3 separate regions of the Sus scrofa genome follow, and all the other regions are linked to region 3. A link is a contact called in public Hi-C and HiChIP or PLAC-seq data. All regions are on one chromosome and are shown on one strand. The core of a region is the stretch at or near the end of the contact, and the rest is flanking DNA. Distances in the headings are between cores, read along the strand shown. Region 1 holds the start of RANGRF (RAN guanine nucleotide release factor). Region 2 overlaps MYH10 (myosin-10). Region 3 holds the start of RPL26 (ribosomal protein L26).

Region 1 (2,729 bases), core at 6-2,505, 68 kb after region 3:
GAGTCAGACTGGTCACCAGCTGCTCAAAATCACCCAGGCTCCAGGGCGGAAGTGACAGATTTTCAGGGCCAAGAGATGACCTATTCTCAGGGTTTGGGGGGTGGGGAATAGATAGAAAGAAAACATCATCTAGGTCTTGGGTTTGTAAGTTCCCATTTCCTGTTCCCCAGAGGACCTGGGTATCTGTGACCCCAAACCCCTGGCCCACTCCCACTTCCTCGGAGTACCCCACCAGCCAGTCTCCCTACTCTGCCCCTTCCAGCCAGTTCTCATGGGGACCCAGTCATGAGCCATGCGCCTTTTCTATCCTCCTTACGGGGGCTGATTGAAGGTGAGCAGGAGATCAGTCTGGTACTGGGGCAGCCGCAGCAAGGCCTGGTGCAGTGTCACACACTTTGCTACCTAAAGGATCATAGACAGGATGCTTACCTGATTCCCTAGGACCACCCTTTTTACCCCTCCAGGATGTCCCATACTCCCTTGGCCCTCACCTGCTGGTTTTCTTTAGCCACCTGCTGCTTGCCAGAGAGGATCCACGCCTCTTGACAGCAGCCCCTCAGGGCCAAGTTCTCCAAAAGGAGGGGCTGCACAGCCTCCACTTGCACAGCCCTAGCCTCCTGCACGCCACCAACGTCCTCAAAGTGGTACCTGGAGTGGGGTGAGCAAGGTCAGGGAGGGGCAACTCTCCCCGCCCCTTACAAGCATCTCTTTTTAAGTCCTAAACTTGGCTCACCTCCGGTGATAAGGTGTTGCCCTTGGAGTTCCCATTAACCAGATTAACTGTCCAGCCACAGACCCCGCCCATTTATTCGGTTCCGGCCCTCCCATTGGCCAGCGGCGGGCCTGCCTCCCTCACCGCGCAGCCTCTTCGCCCTGCACATGGGCCTGCAGCTCCAGAAGTTCCACGATCAGGCTCTGGTCTGTCTCGCGATGGCAGAAAACTTCTTGATTGTCCGGAACCGGTCGGAGGTCGCTGGAGAGAGGCGAGGCACACCCTGGTTGACCCCGGCTTCGTCCTGTAACCCACCTGGTCAACCTCCATTGGCGCCCAGGCCTTCTCACCTCACATCAATGGCCCCGGGCGGGAGAGTGGCGGAGAAGGCGCCCCCGAACAGTGGGTAGTCTCTCATGGGCTCCATGGGCGAAGACTATGGTATGGACATTAGCGACTTAAAAGAAACCCACAAGGGGCCATGTAGCATCACCTCCCTGTGTTTCGCTGCAGCCACGGCCACCTCCGGTCTTTCTTAGCTCCCGATCCTTTAAGATTTGGCTCCGCCCCGCGACCGCGCTGGCCAATCGGCGTCCGCGCCTTGGGGGCGGTGCCCCAGCCTAGCTGCCGGCGGAAGCTTGCTTTTAAGAGGGCGCGGGGCGGAGCCGCGGGGTCAGCTAGGAGCTAAGACCTCGGTTTAGGATTTGTGACGCGCTCCTGGTCACTAGCCCGCGCCCGCCGGTCTCCTACTTTTAAAGAGGTCGCACTTTCTAAGAATGCGTCTGAGACCCCCTTTAGGGGCCGTTGCCCGTCCAAGGGACAGAGGTTTTGGTGGGGTTCCTGAGTCAGGGAGGAATAGTTTCAGGGTCTCTCAGTGACAGGGTCTCTCAGCTGCCAACCGGTCGCTAATTCCCGGATGCAGGGAATTAGAGGAACAATGGGGCCAGGTGTGTGGGCCGGGTTAGGATTCAGGCCTCACGCCTTCCTGAAATCAAAACCCAACTTGGAGATTATATATCTAATCCCCCACAAATCTTCGATTTGAGAATGAGGTGAGAGGTTGGAGGGGCCGGGAGAGGGGCTTTCCCTCCCTCCTCGCACACCTGGGTGAAAGCCAGAATAAACTCTGTTGTTTTTTCTTTTATAGATTTTTAGAGTGTTCTTAAAATTTTGGCTCAAGTGTATCCTGCCAGCTAATTTCTCCATTCACCTTTGCGCCCCAGCACCTGGCAGAGTGTTAGAACATAACAGACCTATTGTGTCTATGAATGGTTGAATAAATCCAGTAGGGTCAATTTTGTTTGCTTGGGTTTTTGTTTTGGTTTTTTCTTATTTTTTTTATTTTCCCACTGTACAGCAAGGGGATCATGTTATCCTTACATGTATACATTACAATTACATTTTTTTCCCCCACCTTTTGTTCTGTTGCAACATGAGTATCTAGATGGTTTTTTGTTTTGTTTTGTTTTTTTGTTTTGGGTCTTTTTAGGGCCGCACCTATGGCATATGGATGTTCCCAGGCTAGGGATTGAATCAGAACTGTAGCTGCCATCCTACACCATAGCCACAGCCACAGGGGATCCGAGCCGCATGTGCTACCTACACCACAGCTCACTGGCAACGCTGGATCCTTAACTCACTGAGTGAGGTCAGGGATGGAACCTGCTTCCTCATGGACATTAGTCAAGCTCATTACTGCTGAGCCGCTATGGGAACTCCTTTTTTTTTTTTTTTTTTTTCTATCTCAGTAGGGTGAATTTCGGAATCCAGGGGACCACACAGGCCCTCAGAAATTCTGGATGTCATCTATTTCCCACCCAAAAATGAGCAAGAGAATGCTCATCCTGAGGCCATCCATGCATAGGGTTCCAAGTGCCAGTCATATCTCTGGACCCTAACAGTTTTGTGACACTGGGGCCAAAGAGCACATATTCTTTAGTCCCTTAACTTACCAGGCCTCAAGTGAAGGGCTGGAGCTACAAAAGCTATTAGGATACAGCTCCTGCCTCACCAGGAG
Region 2 (2,977 bases), core at 410-2,909, 130 kb before region 3:
TCACAGCGTCTTGTTCTTTGCTTTTGGCGCATTTCTCACCATCTGTAATTGTGAATATATCTCCTGTTTGCTTCGTTTCTTTGCTAACATACATGTAGCAAGCCTGTGGTTTGCCAGGCATCACCCTGGGTTAGAGGGAGGTGCTATCAAGTAAAAGCAGACACGGAGGCAGCTTCGTGCTTCTGGTAGAGAGCAGATCGGGGCTCTGGTGCCTGGTGCCGGAGTCAGGCATGGGAGTGGCGTCCTGGATGAGCTCACCCAGGGTGAGGCTGGGCCGAGACGGCCGAAGGGCAGGAGGAGTGTGCCTGCACGCCAGCGCTGCCTCCTTCCAGGGAGGATCTCAGGAGAGCGGAGTTCAGACCTCGTCGTGTGATGGGCAGGCGAGAAGTCACCAAGGAGAGGGCGGGAGTTGGGGCGGCAGGTGTTCGTGGTCCCCAGGAGAAGCGGGGTGGGGAGCTGATGGACGCGGCTGTGCTGGTCAGCAGGTGAAGGCCAGGCTCAGGTTCACCAGGCACCAGACCTGTCCCTGCCTGAGTTGGGTCACACAGGGAGCTGAGGGGGCCGCATGATGGGAAATTGGCTGAAAGGCGTAGAAGTGCAAGATGGGGACAACTCTAGAAAGAAGCGTGGCTCCAAGGAGATGGAGAAGCAGGCGGATGCAGGGTTACAGGAAGTTCGTTGTCAAGGCGCCCGGAGGGGCGGGTCTGTGCTGTTTGCTGCTGGAGCAAGTGCAGGGGGACAGCTGAAGACACAGGAAAGCACGGTGGCGTCTGAGGGGACGGAGGGCTGGCTCTGTGCACAGGCAGGAGGAGAAGCCGTGACCTAAACCCTCGAGTCTGACGGCTTCACTCGGGAGACGGTGTAGACAGGACAAACGCCTGGGCCTGGCGGCCAGTCCCCGCTCACCGCAGTCCCCACTGGAGGCCTGCGCGACCTGACCAGTTCCCTCGCCTCCTGGTCATGGTTTCCGCTTCCCACAAACCTCACTGGAGACCGAGGATTGGAATCAAGACTGAGGCTTTGCTGACAAAGCCCTTCATTCGGTGCCAGGTCCCATGTGCTTTCTCCCTTGGGGACAAACGAGAAAAACGGAGGGGACCGCTAGGGTTGAAGAGAGTGTTGAGAGGGATAGTTCAGTTGATACTCTGATTTTTAAAAAAATACTCAGTGTTTCATTCATTCACCGGGCGTTTTTTTAGATGAGAGTATATCAGGGACCAGACGTTCTGCCGCAGCTGGTGCGCTGCCGCGTGCGCCGTCAGCGGGCGTCGGCTGCGTTAACGGAGCGCAGTGTTCGAGAGGCGAGGTTGGACTCGGCTTAGGCGCCGATTCTTTTCGGGGCCGCTGAAGCTGTGTCCTTGCCCCTTCCCTAAGTGTCCCCTGTGCTCTGGGGAGACAGCTGAGGGTGACTTAGCCCCAAACACCCGAGCCGCTGTGACCTCACCTCTCCCCGGTGGCCTTTCTCCGTGGAAATCTACTGACTCGTCAGAGCTGCCCCTGGTCCCTGATGACTGAGCATATTCACTCGGAGGATCTGCCTTTACGGTCATAGCTTTTTAGGTCCGTTTTTAGAAGCCATTTCCTCCTTTGAGACGGGTCGCAGTGTCGGTTTGTGTCAGTAGTGCCAGCCAACGAGCTCTCATTTCCCAAATCATTGTGTATGCAACAGGCCAGTGTCATCAAAGACAGTGAGTTCCCGCGGGTAGCGCAGCGGGCGGCATCTGCTGGTGTGTGGTGTGAACTTGTCAGAGCACCCCGGTTCCCACCCTCCAAGTGTGTGGCTGTGAGCTCCCCGGCTTGTGCAGTGTCTAAATAAGCTGACTGCCTGACCTCTATGGCATCTCCTACCATCCGTCCCACAAAGCTTGTGCTGCTGCACTTACCACTCTGTCTTCTCGTCCCCCGCTAACGAGTTAGATGCGGCTCATTTTCCCACCTCGCTTTTATCCCCCCCAGTGGACCGGATCGTGGGTCTGGACCAAGTCACGGGGATGGCGGAGACGGCATTCGGCTCCGCGTATAAGACCAAGAAGGGCATGTTTCGGACCGTCGGGCAGCTCTACAAAGAATCTCTCACCAAGCTGATGGCCACGCTCCGGAACACCAACCCCAACTTCGTGCGCTGCATCATCCCCAATCACGAGAAGCGGGTGCGTGGGTGTTCGGGCAAAGCCAGGCCCGGGTTTAGGACTGGTCTCGGTCGGGAGGCAAAGCTGAAGCTGAAAATCCGTCCTCTGCTTACTAGGCCGGCAAACTGGATCCGCACCTCGTGCTGGATCAGCTTCGCTGCAATGGTGTCCTGGAGGGGATCAGAATCTGTCGCCAGGGGTTCCCCAACCGGATCGTTTTCCAGGAATTCAGACAGAGGTATCACCCACTTTTAAGCTTTGTCCCGCAGGGATCAAGCGGTGAGGGGACAGGAGAGGTTTTCCCTTGTTTCCTGGAGTTTCCGCCTTCTTTTCAGACAGGAAGGGATCCATCGCATCATTCCCTTTATTGCTGGTCAGGCACAGGGGGGCCTGCTTTCCACACAGGCAGGGTGCTCACGACCACTGTGGGTGCAGCAAAGACTGCTGCCCCCGGCCTCTGGGCCCTGAGGCAGCCGTGAGGAAATGCAGAGCGCCGAGAACTCACAGTTGATTCATTCCGGCAGTTCCGCCTGTGATTGCAACATAATTCAGGGGCGGGGGTGGGGGGCAACAATTGCGTGCAACAGCTCGATGCGGGATCGCTGTTCCCACACCAGGGATTGAACCAGGGCCGCAGCAGTCTCTGACCTGGGAGAATTGACCTCGGCTTTCGTTTTGCTGCTGCTTTTAAGAAATAGAAACTAGGGGGATTCCAGTCGTGACGCAGCAGAAATGAATCCGACTAGGAACCATGAGGTTGCCAGTTCGGTTCAGTTCGTGGCCTCACTCAGTGGGTTGAGGATCCAGCATTGCCGTGAGCTGTGGTGTAGGTCGCAGACGCGGCTCGG
Region 3 (3,019 bases), core at 179-2,678:
CCTGTCCCACTGAACAAGGCCAGGGATCAAACCTGCATCCTCATGAATACTAGTCAGATTTATTTCCGCTGCACCACAACTGGCAACCCCTGGATTCCTGAATTACAAATAAAACCCCGGGGAACTTCTTCACAGCATGTGTAAGAACACAACTCTTTTTAAATCATGAAAACATTTGTTCTTGACTGAATCCACTCTTTGACTTGACCCAATGGGGTATTACAAATGGGACTGTACATAGAATTACGAGAAGGGGCTGGGAAGCCAGCCTGCATGGCTTGGTTAGAGGCAAGATTTATATATAACCTTGTTGTTCATGACAGGATTTATATGGGTTCCTATAACCTCGCACAAGCTCCTCTCACTTCTCTGTGGTCCAGTGTCCCATCTGTAAAATGGGACAATACCAGGACCCGAGGCTGTCTGGTGGAATAAAGGAGCGAAAATTGCAGGGAGTGGAAGAGTGTCCCCAACACTCGGAAAGCTCACTGCTCGTTGTACCACGCAACGCGTGTCTTCCCCCAGCATGACAGCCGCCTTACTCACTCAGCAGAAACCGATCCCTCAGCAGGGGCGCGGCCGGCGCTCACCCCGCAGTGCAGTCCTTTTGCAAGGGGAGCGCGCCCCCTTGCCTTGCTTCCATCAGATCCTGAACCGAATGAGAGCAGGCAGTGCAATTCGGAAAAGGGCACAGCTCTCGGCGGGAAAGGCTTCCCCACGCCGCGCTCCTTCAAAGCGCGATCTTGGACCAGCACCCTCGGTGTCCCCTGGGAGCTCGTTAAAAACGCGGACCTACTTGGGCGGGGTGGGAGGAGGACCCGGGCCCCAGTCCTTGGAAGGCCTCTTGCCGGCGGGAGCCGAACCTCGGGCGGACCCCACGGAGCAGTCGGCACACGCCGCGGCCTGGGGGCGGCAGCGGCCGTGGGGCTGGAGCTGGCTACCGGACAGACACACCAAACAGACCCACGCCCGTGGCTTGGGCGGGATTGTCCAGGTAATCGAGGTGCCCGGCCTGCCGGAATCCCAGCGCCACCTTGCTTTCAAATATAGGACCTGCTCTTTCCCGGCTAATGGGATACCAGTCGCCGGGCGCTAGGGAGTGAAGGGGCAGGGGTCCCTGGAGCCGCTCGTTCCCTCAACACCCGCAGCAAGAGTCAGAGCCTGAGCAGCCCCCGCCACTCGCCCAGGTACCACTGTTCCCAGAGAACTCACCTGTGGAACCCACAGCTCCCAAGGGAGGAACCAGGACCTGGAGAAGTGTTTTGCAGTCCCTCACAGTTCCCCTCCGAGACACAAGAGGTCGGTAGTCATCAGTTTCGTTCCCAGTTTCCTCTCCGCCGTCAACGCCGTGCCTCTCTCGCTCCAAGAAACATCTGTCTCGCGAGATCTCTCGGAAACTTACACAACCGGAAGACGACTGTGGTTCTCTTCCCTTTTGCGGCCATCGCTGAAGCGCCAGCGGGTGAGAATTTCCCCGGACAGTGCATATAATCTGCAGCCATCCGTTCACGAGCACGGTGGCTCTCGATCCCGGGGACCTAGATCATGTTCTGGAGGTCGAGTAGCAGCCAGAGAGGGGGGCCAGGATGGTCTCGGCCTGTTTTTCCCCTATCCAAAGGGCCTCCGGGCTGGGGGAGGAGGAGAGAGACTTTGGGACTTGGAAACCAGCGCTAAAGGGGAGGGAGCCTGTTGCGATGGAATCTAGCCTGTGCAGTGTGGTTTCCGAAGTAATGATCTCCATATAGTTTCTTGGTAAATGTGCAGAACTTTCAGATCGCGTTCGCCCGTCAGACGCCTTTTTGGACTCGAGTTCTGTGCGTTTTCCAGGTTCGGGATGAGGAGCCTGGTTTCATTCATTGTGGAGGGGTTCAAATGTGCTCACACTCCGTAGGCTAACGTTGATTGGTCTTTCTAAAACGTGATTCTATTTAAATTGAGTTGTCAATCTGCTTTGCCCTAATTCAGTAGATGTAAGTCCTATCTTAGCTTCCTTACACAAGAAGTTTAAAACAAGTGTTGATAGTGGAAAGTTCTGTTTTGGTGGAGTTAAAGGATTTATGACAATTTCTGTGAGCGTTGTAAACGTTCGAGATGAAACTGTTGCAGTTACTTGTTTATAAACTGAGTGAGGTTTTGGCCGTGTAAGGGTTTACATTTAATTTTTTATTTAGCCAAAATGAAGTTCAATCCTTTTGTGACCTCCGACCGAAGCAAGAACCGTAAAAGGCATTTCAATGCACCTTCCCACATTCGCAGGAAGATTATGTCTTCCCCTCTTTCCAAAGAGCTGAGACAGAAGTACAATGTTCGATCCATGCCCATCCGAAAGGACGATGAAGTTCAGGTATGTGCTGTGTTCTTATCATCATAGCGGATGTCCCACACATTTGGCATAGACGGTGGACTGCGTTCTGCAAGGGACACATCTGAGACACTGGCTCCCAGAACACGGAGTAGAAAGATGTTGAGCCAGGGACTAAAGTATAAAAAGTGTGCTGCTTTCTTCACCTTTACTTTGGTGAAAATCAGTTGCCCCAAGTATCAGATGCAGTCATAGTTAAACAAAAGAAAGATGGCTTGGAACCATAACATTAGATTGGGGAGTATTTTTTTCTGGGTATGTTTGGTTGTTGAGGAGGCATTTGAGGACTAGTAAACAATTGTGTGTCTGAGTCAAAATCCAGACAGCAGGGTTAACGAATCTGACTAGCATCCATGAGGATGGGGGCTTGATCCCTGGCCTCACTCAGTGGGTTGCCGGCGTTGCTGTAAGCTGTGGTGTAGGCCAGCAGCTGTAGCTCGGATTGGACCCCTAGCCTGGGAACTTCCATATGCCAAAGGTGCAGCCCTAAAAAGACCCAAAAAATCCAAACTATAGAAGTCCTAACTGAATCATGTTTCATATGATTGTTTGCAAACACTAGTAAATAATTTGTCAAATCTATTTAAGTGAAATTTTCTATAAATGTTTCCTACCTGATTAAAAGATTCAAGCAGTCTCTAAAGCAACTTCATGTTA

The links. Hi-C and Micro-C count contacts between places; a contact is called where the count stands out from the background. HiChIP or PLAC-seq counts read pairs in DNA pulled down with a chosen protein or histone mark.
Region 1: a contact with region 3 is called in a Hi-C map of skeletal muscle, with 2.4 times the contacts expected there. The contact joins the promoter of RANGRF here to the promoter of RPL26 in region 3. A contact is called at or near these places in 10 of 47 Hi-C or Micro-C datasets (adipocytes, alveolar macrophages, blood and 6 more) and 2 of 2 datasets of contacts at active chromatin or transcription factors (alveolar macrophages and skeletal muscle).
Region 2: an H3K27ac HiChIP or PLAC-seq map of alveolar macrophages shows a contact between it and region 3. The contact joins the enhancer-like site here to the promoter of RPL26 in region 3. A contact is called at or near these places in 9 of 47 Hi-C or Micro-C datasets (embryonic fibroblasts, epiblast stem cells, fetal skeletal muscle and 3 more) and 2 of 2 datasets of contacts at active chromatin or transcription factors (alveolar macrophages and skeletal muscle).

Annotation. Positions count from the first base shown.
Region 1 is chr12:53,483,807-53,486,535 of Sscrofa11.1, reverse strand. It overlaps RANGRF (RAN guanine nucleotide release factor), which reads right to left and starts at 1,255. Exons shown (of 5, transcript NM_001243369.1): 1 at 1,063-1,255; 2 at 857-973; 3 at 492-648; 4 at 317-402; 5 at 1-80. The coding sequence starts at 1,139.
Region 2 is chr12:53,678,398-53,681,374 of Sscrofa11.1, reverse strand. It overlaps MYH10 (myosin-10), which reads left to right. Exons shown (of 44, transcript XM_021067863.1): 18 at 1,957-2,150; 19 at 2,246-2,367. Among named protein-coding and RNA genes, the nearest start is that of NDEL1, 78 kb to the right of the region's middle. Within about 2 kb of position 1,659, at least 6 of the 83 cell types and tissues checked have an H3K27ac peak or open chromatin away from gene starts, as enhancers often do. A contact at or near this core is called in alveolar macrophages, where this site is marked.
Region 3 is chr12:53,551,862-53,554,880 of Sscrofa11.1, reverse strand. It overlaps RPL26 (ribosomal protein L26), which reads left to right and starts at 1,428. Exons shown (of 4, transcript NM_001243458.1): 1 at 1,428-1,462; 2 at 2,172-2,344. The coding sequence starts at 2,177. It also overlaps a transcript of NDEL1 not described here.